Regions from separate parts of the Danio rerio genome. Here regions 2 and 3 are each linked to region 1. A link is a contact called in public HiCAR-type and Micro-C data. All regions are on one chromosome and are shown on one strand. Each heading gives the region's core, a stretch centred on a gene start, on an enhancer-like site or on the middle of the called end of the contact. The rest is flanking DNA. Distances are from core to core; before and after follow the strand shown.

The links. A called contact is a pair of places that touch in the nucleus more often than the background predicts. HiCAR-type assays count read pairs that join an accessible place to other places.
Region 2: a contact with region 1 is called in a Micro-C map of caudal fin, with 4 times the contacts expected there. The contact joins the promoter of mdm4 here to the promoter of atp2b4 in region 1. A contact is called at or near these places in 4 of 18 Hi-C or Micro-C datasets (caudal fin, embryo, hematopoietic stem cells and 1 more) and 3 of 4 datasets of contacts at active chromatin or transcription factors (caudal fin, embryo and gastrula embryo).
Region 3: a HiCAR-type map of caudal fin shows a contact between it and region 1, with 4 times the contacts expected there. The contact joins the enhancer-like site here to the promoter of atp2b4 in region 1.

What each region holds. Positions count from the first base shown.
Region 1 is chr11:25,170,875-25,175,483 of GRCz12tu, reverse strand. It overlaps atp2b4 (ATPase plasma membrane Ca2+ transporting 4), which reads left to right and starts at 2,703. Exons shown (of 6, transcript NM_001077467.1): 1 at 2,703-3,321.
Region 2 is chr11:25,014,915-25,019,523 of GRCz12tu, reverse strand. mdm4 (MDM4 regulator of p53) reads left to right here and starts at 1,884. Exons shown (of 11, transcript NM_212732.2): 1 at 1,884-2,029; 2 at 2,561-2,643. The coding sequence starts at 2,575.
Region 3 is chr11:25,036,494-25,041,102 of GRCz12tu, reverse strand. No RefSeq gene overlaps it. Among named protein-coding and RNA genes, the nearest start is that of mdm4, 21 kb to the right of the region's middle. Within about 2 kb of position 1,867, at least 12 of the 62 cell types and tissues checked have an H3K27ac peak or open chromatin away from gene starts, as enhancers often do. A contact at or near this core is called in caudal fin, where this site is marked.

The sequences.
Region 1 (4,609 bases), core at 1,454-3,953:
AAGGCAAACTGAGAGATATGTAAACTTGAGATTGCCTGTCGGGTATTTTAAGTTAAGGTAGTATTTGTTTTTATATTAGAATTTGTCTTATATTTACTGTTGCACTAATGTCAAAAAGTGAAGCATTTATGTTATTTATTACTTTATTATTCAAGCTACCTCACAGAAGTGTTCTGTTTGTTAACAGAATTGTTGAATGTTAAAATAAGGTGAATTAAAAAAAAAAATAGGGAATCCTGAATCTGTTTCTTTGCTCTTTTTTATTTTTGTATGTATTTTTAGAAGTATTGGATCAGGTTTCGGTATCGGTAGAAACTCAAAATCAACTGACTCAAGAGCAAAAAAAAATCTGATCGGGACATCTCTAATGCTAATTAATGCTATATTGCCAAAACCTTCAATCCTAGTTACATAATAAACATGCTTTGTCATTTTCCTGAAAAATCAGTATAATATTTGTGCACAATTATCTCTGAAAGACATAGATTTTTCTTTTCTAACAGAACTACTTTTCTTTGAAATCCAAATGGTGCCAATGACACATTGATTGCGAAAGACATAAGGCCTCAGCCTCATTATATAGAGGCTAAAGTCACATAACCATCCGAGGAATAAAAACATCTATAAAAATCTCAGAAGACATGGTGCAGTCACCCTTTTAAGAGTATGCAATAATGACAGAATTATAGGTAACCATGGCTACCAAACAGTAATGGGCCACCTGTGGGCTACTGGTTCACTGGGGAAGCCAGAGTGAGCTTAGTTTCAAAACACTTATGAGATCACATGTCTGGACAGAATAAAATGATGTTTGTTCACTGTAGGCCTATTTGACTAAAAGCCTCTTGTATCATGTTACAATTCTCAGTTAATAAGCTATACTATAATATTAGAATCACACACACACACACACACACACACACACACACACACACACACAGGTGTGAAACTTGAGTAAATTAGTTTACAGTACCCTTTTTTGATACTTATTAAAAAAATGGGTTACTCAGGGTCTAAAAACTGCCAAGGTGAAGTGCAATGCAAACAACCCTCCATACTGCACACCATCATGCAACTGTCACTTTCTGACTGAAGGTGTGAGTATTTGGAAAGGCCCCTAAAGCCATTTCATTTAAGTTATTTTGCATCTGCATTCAGTGAAGATTGATAAACCAACTTAAAATTTAATTCTGCTATCTATTGCACTGGAGTGAAGTACCTGATGCTAAATACGGACTACCAAAGCCATCTGCAGGGCCAGACGGATTCTGCGGACGTTTTTTGCTATTTCTGCGGAAAATTTTGGAAAAAATCTGCAGATTTCTGTGAAATTATTTTGGGAGAATCCAGCGGAGTATCATAACTAAAATCTTAATATACTAAATAAAAAGCAATAAATTACTGTATAAAAACTGAATAAATTCAGATTTACACATTTACTCAAGTAAATAAACAGAATTAATAATGGGCTAAAAATCTGCAGAAATCTGCGGAAAATCTGCGGAAAATTCTGCGCGCGCAGATTCCGTGTGGGCCTAGTCATCTGTCACATCAAATATGCAAACTTGAATCCTTGTGGTAGTTGTAGTCCTTCAGTTGAAACTTGTTAGTGAATCCTTTTTTTAAAAGAACATGTGTTTTAGAGATTTGAAAAAAAAAAAAACTAGCTTGTTATAGTGCCAAGCTCAATTTATTTTGTTGTTAATTAACTTTAAAAATACATTAAATTCAATTAATATTTTTATCCATTTCTCAGGGAATATAGACAATGTGTTTTGGTGCATTAAAAAAAAAGATTTGGCTTTAGTACTGACTAATCAAATGTATATGCACATATATAATATTGTGTAGCTTCACATTAAAAATATTAATTTAAAAGATAGAATTGAGTGAGATGTACTTATATACATTTTACGTCAGAATCATAAGCCCCCTTTGATTTTTTTCTTTTTTAAATATTTCCCAAATTATGTTTAACAGAGCAAGGATATTTTCACACTATGTCTGATAATATGTTTTCTTCTGATGAAAGTCTTAATTGTTTTATTTCGATGAGAATAAAATCATTTTTTAATTTTTGAAAAAAAAAATTAAGGTTAAAATTATTAACGTTAGCCCTTTTAAGCTAGGCCTATATGTTTTTCGATAGTCTACAGAACAAACCATCGTTGCACAACAACTTACCTAATTACCCTAACCTGCCTTGTTAACCTTAGGCCTTTAAATATCAAGCAATATAGAAGTGTCTTGAAAAATATCTACTTAAATATTATTTACTGTCATCATGGCAAAGATAAAATAAAGCAGTTATTAGAAATGAGTTATTAAAACTATTGTGGTTAGAAATGTGTTGAAAAAAATATACTCTCCGTTAAACAGAAATTTGGGGAAAAAAACAACGCTATTGAAAAACAAAAACAAACAAAAAAAAAGACTCTTCACCTATCTGCAAACCCAACAAGCCATCAAAATAACAAATCAATACTTCACACACTGTCGCACCACTGCGCTTTATAGTCACATTTCTCTCTTTATAATATATCCTGTCTAGCAACTCGGGGTGTCGGGAATTCCAGGATCCGACCATTCATTTGCTGCGATATTCCTTATGATCCACCTTAAATGACTGATCCCTCCCTCCCTCTCTCCGCCGCAGCTCTCCCTACCCTCAGACTGAATCTCTATCTTCCCTCTTTCGATTTCCAGCCACGGCAACCAGTGATTGAAACTGTCTTTTTCGTCGCGCGGTGAAAGGTTGCGTTTATCCGCACTTTTCCCGGCGGTTAAACGGCGGCGAAACAAACAGAGCAGTTAACACGCAGAAAACAAGATTTAAAACCAAACAAAACTTGGATCTGTTGCGTTTGCGTTCCGTAACCAACGCGGAACATACCTCTATCTCTTTTGTGATTATTTCCCTTTTTCTCTGGACAAGAAAAGGCTGTTGGATTGGATTCGAGCAGACGGGCTTTTTACTTCTAAACCTCGTGATAAGAAGTTTCTACGTGTTTTAGACTTAACTCGGAGGTCGCATTTTAAATGTAGGAAAGGCGACTAACGATAATTCCATCCTGCTGGTTGACTGGCACCAATTCCAAAGTTACTTTCCAGATGCAGAGTAAACAAACACGGTTTGCAAGCGACGAAAGACATTGCCTATCCGTGTAAGCGTTTACTTAGAGACCTTTTGCGTCTTTCATCATTGGGAGTTTTGAAGAGAGGGCTTGTTTTTGAGGAGAAGGCTTGTTTCTCGATGCACTGAATGAGGAGGAACGTCCCATGTGTGGCATTCACTCTTTCTGACAACCCTCCAGCCTTAAGGTAGGTTTGTTCAATCTTGTTGTTTTCTTATTCTGTTTATTTAACCTTGTTTCCTTCTTATGTTTTGCCATCCACAGGTGTGCGTGTGCATGTTCCATCTTGTAATCTGTTGTGCTCTTCTTCTGAACCTCGCCGTATTTGCTCACGAGACATGTTTTGCCTGTTACAAGTGTTCATTTTTTGCGCCTCGAGCAATTTATTCGTTTGCTAGTGGTAATGCACATAACTGCTGCATTTAACCCCTATTTTTTTCGCAATTGATTTTATGTGTGATTTAATGTCACTCCACCACCATTCCTGACACCGCAGTCATATAACGTTGAGAAGTGCACGTTTTGCTCTACTGGCTAATAGGATGGTTTTAATGGGCATATATGAATGGGTACATCTTATGTGAAGAGCAAAGAGGCTCTCTTGCTGATTGATGAAGAGGTAATCAGTCGATCCTCTGACGTCACCCCCTTGAGTAACGTCCACCGCGCCTCGTTCGCGCCTCTCTGGGTGTGTCCTCGCGCTATTGCGTCGAAGGGGAAACCCTGCAATTTGTTCCCAGTCAGGAGCTCGATGCTCTGTCCTGTGAGGAGATCAAAACCTGCCCGGATGTGTCAGAAAGAGACGAACTCGAGGCACACATGCTTTTTTTTTTGTTTTGGGTTATATCTAAGTATGGACATTCGTGTATGATTTCAGGGGTTTGAAGTTCTTCGTCACCTTCAGGTTCCTTTGTGATTGTTGGCTTCAGCTGCCTGAAGAGATGAAAACCGTGACTTGCAGTCGTGACAGTCTGAGAGGTGCTGAAATGAGCTTAAAACACGACATTACCCACTTTAACAGTTTGCTGTTAAAAAGGTGTAATGCATAAAATAAGTTTTTAGCACGTTGGGGTGCTTCAGTAACTGACTTCCATTGTTTGTTTTTCCTTATTGAGACTGATTATGGTGTCATGTTGACAAACGTCCTTTGTGTGCTTTGTGCATTATGTACAAACATGAATCTCTTGAGAACATTTGACTCATAAAGGTCAGGATATGTTTAATATCCTATTTTCCCAGATATAGTGCAACGTTTTGTAGGAATTCTGTAGCTAAAATGTCTAAAATGCTTCAAGTCAAATTGAAGAAAGGCATGATGTCTGATGTAATTTCATTTGATTTCATGGCGTGATGTCATTTCAAACAAAATTAGATTGAATTGGATTGCCGTTTTCCAGAAATATTCTCATTGACTAACTAGTGCAGTGGTTCCCAAAGTGGTGGGGGTAGGGACCCCTCAGGAATCACATGGTGCT
Region 2 (4,609 bases), core at 635-3,134, 160 kb after region 1:
CTTTATTCAGGTTTAGACCCATTTTAATTGTTTTTAACTGAATTGGTAAACTGCAGATTTATTTTCGGTGGTGTCTTTGCTCATTTACCAAGGATGTCAATAATTCTGACCATGACTTTATCTCAAATTCACTCTTCCCTCACCCTTGTAATGTATACAATATAGGTAGCAAGTGTCTGATGAGATACTAAACATCAATGGACAATATAAAAAATTAGAAAATGGCGACTTTCACCATTCTTGATGCGCCTTTTTTATTTTATTTATTTATTTATTTGATATGAACATCACAATTGCACTGGACAACCAAATGCATTTGTTTAAGTGTTTTAGCAGACTTGCTAATTCTCAACACCTATCCACAGGAGACTTGACAAAATGAAGATATAATAAATGCATTGCAAAAGCAAAGGCGGCATGATCCAACAATGGTAAACTATTTGTGCAAACACTGCAGTTTTGCTTTTAACCACTTTCTAAGAACGCTACTAAAATATTTCTATTACTTTCTGATTTTAGGCTAACAGGTAAATCATTCCATAATTTGGCTCCCTTTAAAACAGATTGACCAAATGAGGTCTTACATTTTGGCAATAGTCACCATTAGCAGTTGCTAGTGTGACTCTGTGAGAGGTTTGATGCCTACTGATTAAATCAGAAAACAGCACTGGAACACAATTATTTAAAAATTTAAAAACCAATTTAAGATAATTACATTTAATAAAACCATCAAAACTAAAATGGTTATGTTTACATAAAACATCACAATGATGCCATCGCATATAAGTCCATAATTGTAACTGCTTGTTTATATATTAATTCAATAGGCTTTGATGTAGTCAAAGAAGCTTGTGACCACGATGTAATGCAATATGTCAAGTGAGAGAATAACATTGTGTGCAAGTATAATTTTGCAGTTTGATATGTTAAAAACTTGATAAAACAATAACAGTTTAGACTTGGCTTAATATGACTATCAAAATTTAAATGAATGTCTAGTTATGCCAAAATACCTAAATTCATTTACTTTTTTAACACCCTTATTTTAATCAGCACCTTGTATCCATTACAGGCCGAGAAGCATATAGAAACTGTTTACTTGACAGTCAACGTTAAATTAGACAGCTCAAGCCATCTTGAAATATGTTGTAAAGCCTCCATTGTTTACCTGCCCAGCAAGATGTTTTAGGACACACATAGATGACTGTGTCATCAGTATATAACTGGCAGTTAACCCCCGGGCAGCAGCCTGGAAGATCTTTTATGTACATTGTAAACAACAATGGGCCAACAACAGACCCTTGAGGTACTCCCATATTGTTAGAACGCATAGAACCCATTGACCCTCACACATTGTTGTCTCCTACCCAAATAAGACATAAACCACTGTAAGGCTTCTGCTGACATTTTGAACTCTTCATTTATTTAGTAAGATACTGTGATTAACCGTGGTCTGTGTCAAAGGCTTTCTTCAGGTCCAGACTTTGTACTACTACTTATTAACCTATTCTCTGGCTTTTATTGAATTTGTTTATTTAGACTTAATCATTATTTAAATTACACATATTATTGGAAAGTTTTCTTTTTTTTCCAGCATTGAGCTATAAATCCCCATTTCAGCAGCACATACAGTAGCTAGATACACCAAACTTCATATCTGTAATCTAGGTAAAAATAAATGCAATCTGTAATCTAATCATGTGCTTCTGTTTTCACAGAAGCACATGTTCATACACAGTTTTCCTGATTATATACATTTCAGTCTACAAAAAAAAGTGATTTTGCTGTATGTTCTGAGGTATTGAGAGAAAAACTTACTGACTCACAACTTACAGCGCCCCCGTTAGGTACACTCTTAAATTTCGAAAAGGGGAACTGCGCGAGACCTGGCAACCGTGCTGACGTGACGACATACACTACGTCAACTTCAACTGTTCTACAAGAAATACCCACACACACGTCTCCCTTTCTTTACACAAACGCTTATCCTTAATAAATGGAAACCATGTAATCGTTTACAGATAACACGGTGAGTGTGAATACACTGCCTGCGCGTTCACGCGAGGTTTACTTGAAGTTATATGTTAACAGCTTCTAAATGTCGCGCGCTAATAGCTCGCCTACGTTAGCTTAGCATCCTCGTTTCAACCACGATGGATTAAAACTTATCCAACCAGTTATTACAATTTACCGTATTACCCACATGCCAGAACTAGGAGAATGGTAAGTAAAGTCATTTTGGTGTCCAGCATGTTCTATTTCACGCGCATTGAAAGTTATGTCATTAGCTAAAGGCTAAAATGTGACGTCATCAAGAAAATAAATGCATTTATTTATTTTAAGCATGTTTAGCATGTGCTTGCATGCACTTTATAAATTATTGACACGTATTGCGTTTTTCTTGAGTTTTTGAGCACGATTCGAACGAGAAAACGTCTGTGAAGTCCAGAAATGCTGTCTGCATTGACAGTTTACTTGGAATTGAAACACAGCCCTAGTTTGCACAAATAAAACAGACGTTGGCGTTGATCTGAAAATAAATGTTGTTTTTTCTCCCCAGTTTTTGAGTGAATTATGACCTCATTGGCATCGTCATCTCAGTTACCGGGGTCATGCAGGACTCTTCCAGGGGAAGGGACTCAGGTGAGCAAGAATTGTGACTTTCTCACGGTTAAGCTATATGAACTTTCAATCAGTTTCAACCAGCTTTGACATTTGTGATTTAACCTTACATTGATTAAGTGAGAATATGGAGCTTATGCACAGGGGGAAAACGTCTGTTTTTATTTACATAGGGCCCAATAGAACAGAAGTGTGAATATTGACCTTTTTGATTTTTGACTTACTGTAACCTACGTAAAAATGCAAGTGAGACTCAGTTGTCAATCTTAGGTCTGGGCATTATGGCCAATAAATTATCATGATAAATTTGTTTTTATCAGTCAATATCAATAATGTTCACGATAAATGTCAAATCTCTATTTCTTTAAAATTTTATTGCAGATTGTAGCATTTGAGAGAATATAGAACCAGATCTCAAACTAGCCCTTTTTTCTGTTGAAAGGTTACAAAAAGTCAAGAAAATAATATATATATTTTTCGTAATATTATGACAGATTTATAGAGTTTAGTTCTTGCTATAATGGGTAACCTCAAATCATGAAACCAGTTTTATTTTCTGACTTTCAAAATAGAATACATGCGTTTAATTTGAGTATAACTATAACATCTTAAAATATCATCTGACTTGTTTATTTAAATAAAACTGTGAACATAGGGTCATGCTTTCAGATAATCAAAATAATGTTTAAACAATGCATGCCACCTTATTTCCATATAAAAAATGCACAAATGCTATTGTTTGACTGTAGTTATATTCCAGTAGTCCTTTAAACAGATGTTTCCATCCTGCTACAATAACAGTGCAGTACAGTAAATCTGTGAAAAAGCCAAGACCATTCATTTGTAAATGGCAATCAGAACATCAGACTTATCTGACTTTAAATTAAATCAGTCAGACAGTGTGCGTTACACTAGAGCTGGGCGATAATTCGATATCGATAATTATCGCGATATATATTTTTTTCGATAAAACGATAATGACAGTTCGATAATTGCTCGATAATATTTACGCACTATGCGTAACATTGCGCAAGCATTTTGCAGTTTGCCCTTCAGGATGCCGCACGCTGTACAAGTTTACAGCCATAGTTGTACTTAAAGGTGTAAGAAAATAAGGTAAAAAAGGTCAGAGTCACAGACATTGTTGACAAGAAACGTCACTAGACCTCAGTCTTGAGCTACTTAGTTTTTTGCTGTCCGACACAAATCAGCAACGTGCACTGAAAACTGCGCAAGACGACTCGTGTCATCAAAAGCAGGCAACACCACAAGCCTGTTTCATCATTTAAAACAACACCACCCTTATGAAAATGCTAAGAAATTACAGACCTAAACAAGTGCTGGTAAACCAGGGCAACTACCCAGCAGAGTCTCATGTCATTTCGAAAGCCGTGCCTTACGAGAAAAAACCCCCGAAAAGACAGAGGAAAGGTATGACAGACAACACAATCTCAAACATATCCCAATGAACACTTGAAGCTTGCTCTACAGGCTGCATTAAGGATATTTACACTACAACATTTACACTAATAAAAAATAATAAAGTTTAGCAAATTCAAAGTATCAAACAAAACTTAGTTAAACTCGAGTAAGGGGACAATAGTGAAGCCAAACAAAATAAAAAATATAACAAAACAATTCTAATTCATGAATAACCCCTCTTACCTCTCTGAAAACTGATGAAAAGAAAAAAAGTCCTTCCGCGCAGCGCCGCATTCTTCCCTATAAAATAAATATAAAGATGACGTTCACCTCTTACCTGAAGTCTTTAACAATACATTTTTTACGTGTTTGCAAAATGTAAGTCGTACGACATCTTCCCTAACCACTCTGAGAAAAGTGTGAACTTGAGGAGATATGAACAAAACTCACTAAATGTCTCAAAGTGGGCAAAAGTAATGCAAAATAATTTTACCAAACGAAAGTTAAACAAAAACAACGAAAATCATAATCATGTCAGCAAAATACACCAAAAACCAGGAAAAAG
Region 3 (4,609 bases), core at 618-3,117, 130 kb after region 1:
GATTTCATTGAGGTCTTTTACCCAGTTGATATATTGTCATATCACTTTTGTGGGAGTCTTCAGTCTGCAGCACAGTCACTGTTGAATAAATGAACCCATGACAAATAGCTTACGGTACAAGCAAGCTAATGAATGAGATGTGTCACAGGTTATAATCTGTTTTGTATTTATACACTGGAACAATACAAAACAAAACTTTGTTTTGAGGTGTGTGTTCTCACAAGATGCCCCACCCAAAACTAACACGTTTGGTCAGTAGACCGCCGTTAATGGCCTTTTGTGACTGAATGTTTCAGATCCTGTTTACTCTTAAATTCAGCATTGTCTACTCATAATAGGGTTGGCAAAAAGAGATCTTTGGGTATATGGGGTCTAAAAGGTTCAGTCATCAGGAATGCTGGTCATTAAGACATTAAGGATGCTAGTTTTGCGCTGTAATCCCACAGACAGTTGTTTCTAATGAGCAAAAACAACTAAATATGATATGTAAATATCAATGCAAATCCCATAAAACACAAGCAGAATTAAAGTACATGTTATTTTACAAAAAAATGTTCCTAAGTGATCTGACTCCGTTTATACATATAATTGAATTTGTAGTTTTTGTTTAGCAAATTATGTCTCATGAAATTATTAACCAAATGATTCTAGAAGTGATGTACACACTTTATTCTGTTTAAAGGAAAATGCAGCAGAGTAGTATCAGGTATAGTCTGATTTTTTGATTCTGTCACTTTAGACTGTGTTTGGTAATAAAACAAAAACTCTTGAGACCCAGAATTTGACATGTCACATTTAGCTTGGGATGAGGAGTTAAAGGAATTGATCACCCAAAAATGGAAGTTCTTTCATTTACTCATCCTTCACTTATTCAAGCCTGCTTGAGTTTCTTTCTTAAGTTGAACACAAAAGAAGATATTTTGACATGGTATCTGTGGGGTCTTAAAAAGTCTTAATGTCCTAAATCTACTGAAATATTGTGTTGTAGGTCTTAAAACCTTTTTTAAACGGGTCTTAATTTTCTGTTGTTTATGCTACCCAATCTGGCCAATGACATCCATACAATCACCAACAATCCATCTCAATAAACCTTTTGACCTGGACAGACTGTTGTGCATACATTTACTTTATTATAGTTTTTAAAACTTAAAAAAACATTTATCCTTTTTTTTAATTGTTGAAAAAAGTTTGTTTCAAACAAGCTTGCTTGTTTTGACTCAATATTTAAAATATTTTGCTAAGAAATTTCTAAAATATTTTTTTAATTATTATTGTATTTTTAAACTTATTTAATTATAATAAGGTTTTTGATGGGGCAAATAAAAATATTTTCCATCTGGGCCATTCGAAAAACTCCTTAGCATTTGGCCCTATATGAGTCTAAAATGTCATTCATAATGGTCTTAAAATGTCTTAAAGACTTAAATTTAACTTAGTGAAACCTGCAGAAACCCTGTTTTGAAGTAAGCTGAAAGCCTGTCATGGGTCCTGTATGGATATCATTAGTTACAGTTTTTCAGTTTCTTCGAAATATCTTCTTTTGTGTTAAATAAGACATGACAATTAAAGGTTTATAATCACTTGAGGCTGAGTATTTTTATTTTTTAGGTGAACTATGCCTTTAAATCTGAACATCTGATCGATAGAAGATCGAAAATTGAACAAATATGGTTAAACACTATAGGACACAATCTTCTAAGCTAGCCAATAGCACTTTTATATGTTCTTGTTTTGACCTTGGTCTTTACCACATAGTGTATGTATCGCCAAGCAGCCTTTTATGTTGTTGACCTGCACAGCACGTTCACTGTCTGAAGAACCCCCAGGCAGAGACAGATGCAGGCGGCTGGCGGTTCTTCCTGTTTTTTCCACTCTCATGTTCTGTACTTCAGTCACGTCACGACTCTTCCCCTCTTTCTCTCTCTCTCTCTCTGCCTCTGTCTCTGGACTAACTCCAAATGGTGCTTTTGTGCCTTTGAAGGGGACACCACACATAGGATCATTCCAAATAAAAGTGAGCAACTGAATCCCTTCATGAAGGAGCCACTCAGAAAGGTGTTAGGAGAGGGTACATGTGATGGAAGTCATTTGGCAGTTTATAATCCTGTGCTTCTGGGTGGCATGCTCTTGCAATTGTTTTAGGTGTCTTATTTAGAATTTCATCTGGAATCATTAAGTGTCCTGGTCAACTCAGTAATATCGAAATAATATTTTTATAATTATTATTTTATTTTTATTTTTCCTCAAAGGTGTTTTCATTAAACATGTTAAATATGAAACATGCAGTACAAACAGCTTTTCACTTGTTCTTTTTTTTTTTTTTTAGACAACAAACAAAATCCATTGCATACATATACATTTAGGTTCTATAAAAATGTATTATTTATATTAAAATAAAATACAATCAAGTGTTGGGCAGTAGTGACGCTCCTAGCTTAACTACATTTTTCAATAGTGTAGCTACAGCATCGCTACTTTCTAAATAAAATAGCTTTACAGGAACGAAGCAGTTATTTTAAGCAAGTAGCACAGTAGTGTCCACTCAAGCTGAATTTACAGATCGGGGAGCAATAAGTGACGGCACAAACAATCGCATAGCTGTGAGGTAGAGATCTGCGCGGGACTAAATTTTGAATCCCGCACCTGCCAGGTTTTAGCCTGAACCCGACCGCTCCCGCTTACATTCAGCATTTGTTGTCCCGCTGCCTGACCCACCCCGTTTTCTACCTGCCGCGCCTGATCCTGCTAAAGTGCAGGGGGGAGAACAAAACCGAAAACCAACCAGCTATACAGAGTCCAGACAGCCTATAAAAAGCTGTCTGTATAAACACACACACACACCCAAGCACACACACATGCAAAGCTCTCTCTCTCATTTACACGCGCACACACATTCACGCGTGCGCACACACACACATACACACACAGCAGCAAATAAGCTAAACACAGCTTCGCGCTGTTTCATTTACACACATACATACGCGTGCTCGCTCGGGAGTCGGGAGTGAGCCGCTCCTGTCCCAAATTAAACCCGTTACCGACCGCTCCCGCGATTTTATTCGGAAATTTACTACTGTGAGGCCAGTGTCTAGCCGATGAAAGTAAACCCAAATGTTGGCGATAATGACGATTTCTTCTTCTTCCTGTTTTTCGGTGGTCGACAACACATTTTTTGGTGCATTACTGCTTGCTGATATACTACTACAGTATATGTGTGTATATCTATAGTTTACTGTAGCGGTAAACTGTAGTGGTAAACTGGTAATTACTGGTACTGGTAATTACTATTAGTTCATGATAGTTACTAATGAAACTACATTTCATTATGACGGTTTCTACTGCTTGATGGTTATGAACACTTTGGGTTCAGAAAGGTGCAATCACAATTTTATTTTTGCACTATTTTATTTTTATTTTGGACTACTATACAGAAGTTATTATGGATTATAGACCTTTAAGTTTTTATTTTAGCGTGTTTATTTTAAAAAATGATGTTAAAACATGAACGCGGTTATAAATATATATTAAAACATATGCTTGTTTGTTGTAAAAATTTGGAATAATGACAAGAAATACTAATTTGTGCATCTCCTGACTTCCGTGTGAAGCCATGTTGCCGTTGTAGATGGTGTATTCTGTGAAATTTTCGTACCCCTTGGTTTCAAGTGTGGTCCTGAAAAATCTCAGTTTGAAAAGCTATCTAGCCCTTCCCCTTAGCACTACACCTTCAAGCTAAAGAAAATTGGGACACCCTAACCTTTCACGTAACCGCACAAATCGAGGGGTAAGGGGAAGAGCTAAGGAGTAGAATTGGGATTGGGCCAAAATGTGCCGACGAGCTGAATCTTAGCAAATACTTGCCTCAGTGATATTAGGGTTTGAATTTCATCAACTTAAAACTTATAGAAATTTAATCATGAGCTTGGCAAATGGGTTCAGACAATTTGATGTCTCCCCATTCAAAGAGATAGGAGCTGCACTTGGATGTCTATGGGGCATATCAAAGATGTTCACCAAGTAAAATGACTTGAAAGGACTTTGCGTAGTATTATGCACATAAGATCACAACACCCTTCAAAGGACTCTTATGGTATTTGCCATTTCTCTATTTTCTGGTTCACTCGCTCTCTTAGCACCAGCCCTTTCCCTTTTTTCACAACTGCTTTCACACACTCAATCACACTTTTCTCTTTGTCTTTCTCTCTCTCCTTTGGTTTACAGCCCCCTCATCACACCTTGTGTCTTCTGCTCTGACATGTACTCGCTCTCCATCTCTCTTCATTGATATTCTAGAAGGAGCTATGAGTCACGGGCTGTTTTTCCTGCCTTCCTTATTTAGGTTGCATCAGCAGTGTATTTAACATGAGATGCTTAAAGGTGTGTGTGTATGCGCGCGCGTTAGGCAGACATTGGGTCAAAGAGTTCATTTAACCATTGTGGGGAGAGATCCAAATATTCAGGCAGCTGGAAGCAAATTAAAGGTTCAATTAGGTTCAATTATTTCTGAACTAGATGTGTGAAAATGGACAGATGTAGTCCTGCTGTGTCCTGCCAAACAGTGCATTAAAAATGTCGACTAAATTTTTGTGTTTAATCTGTGATGTGTTAT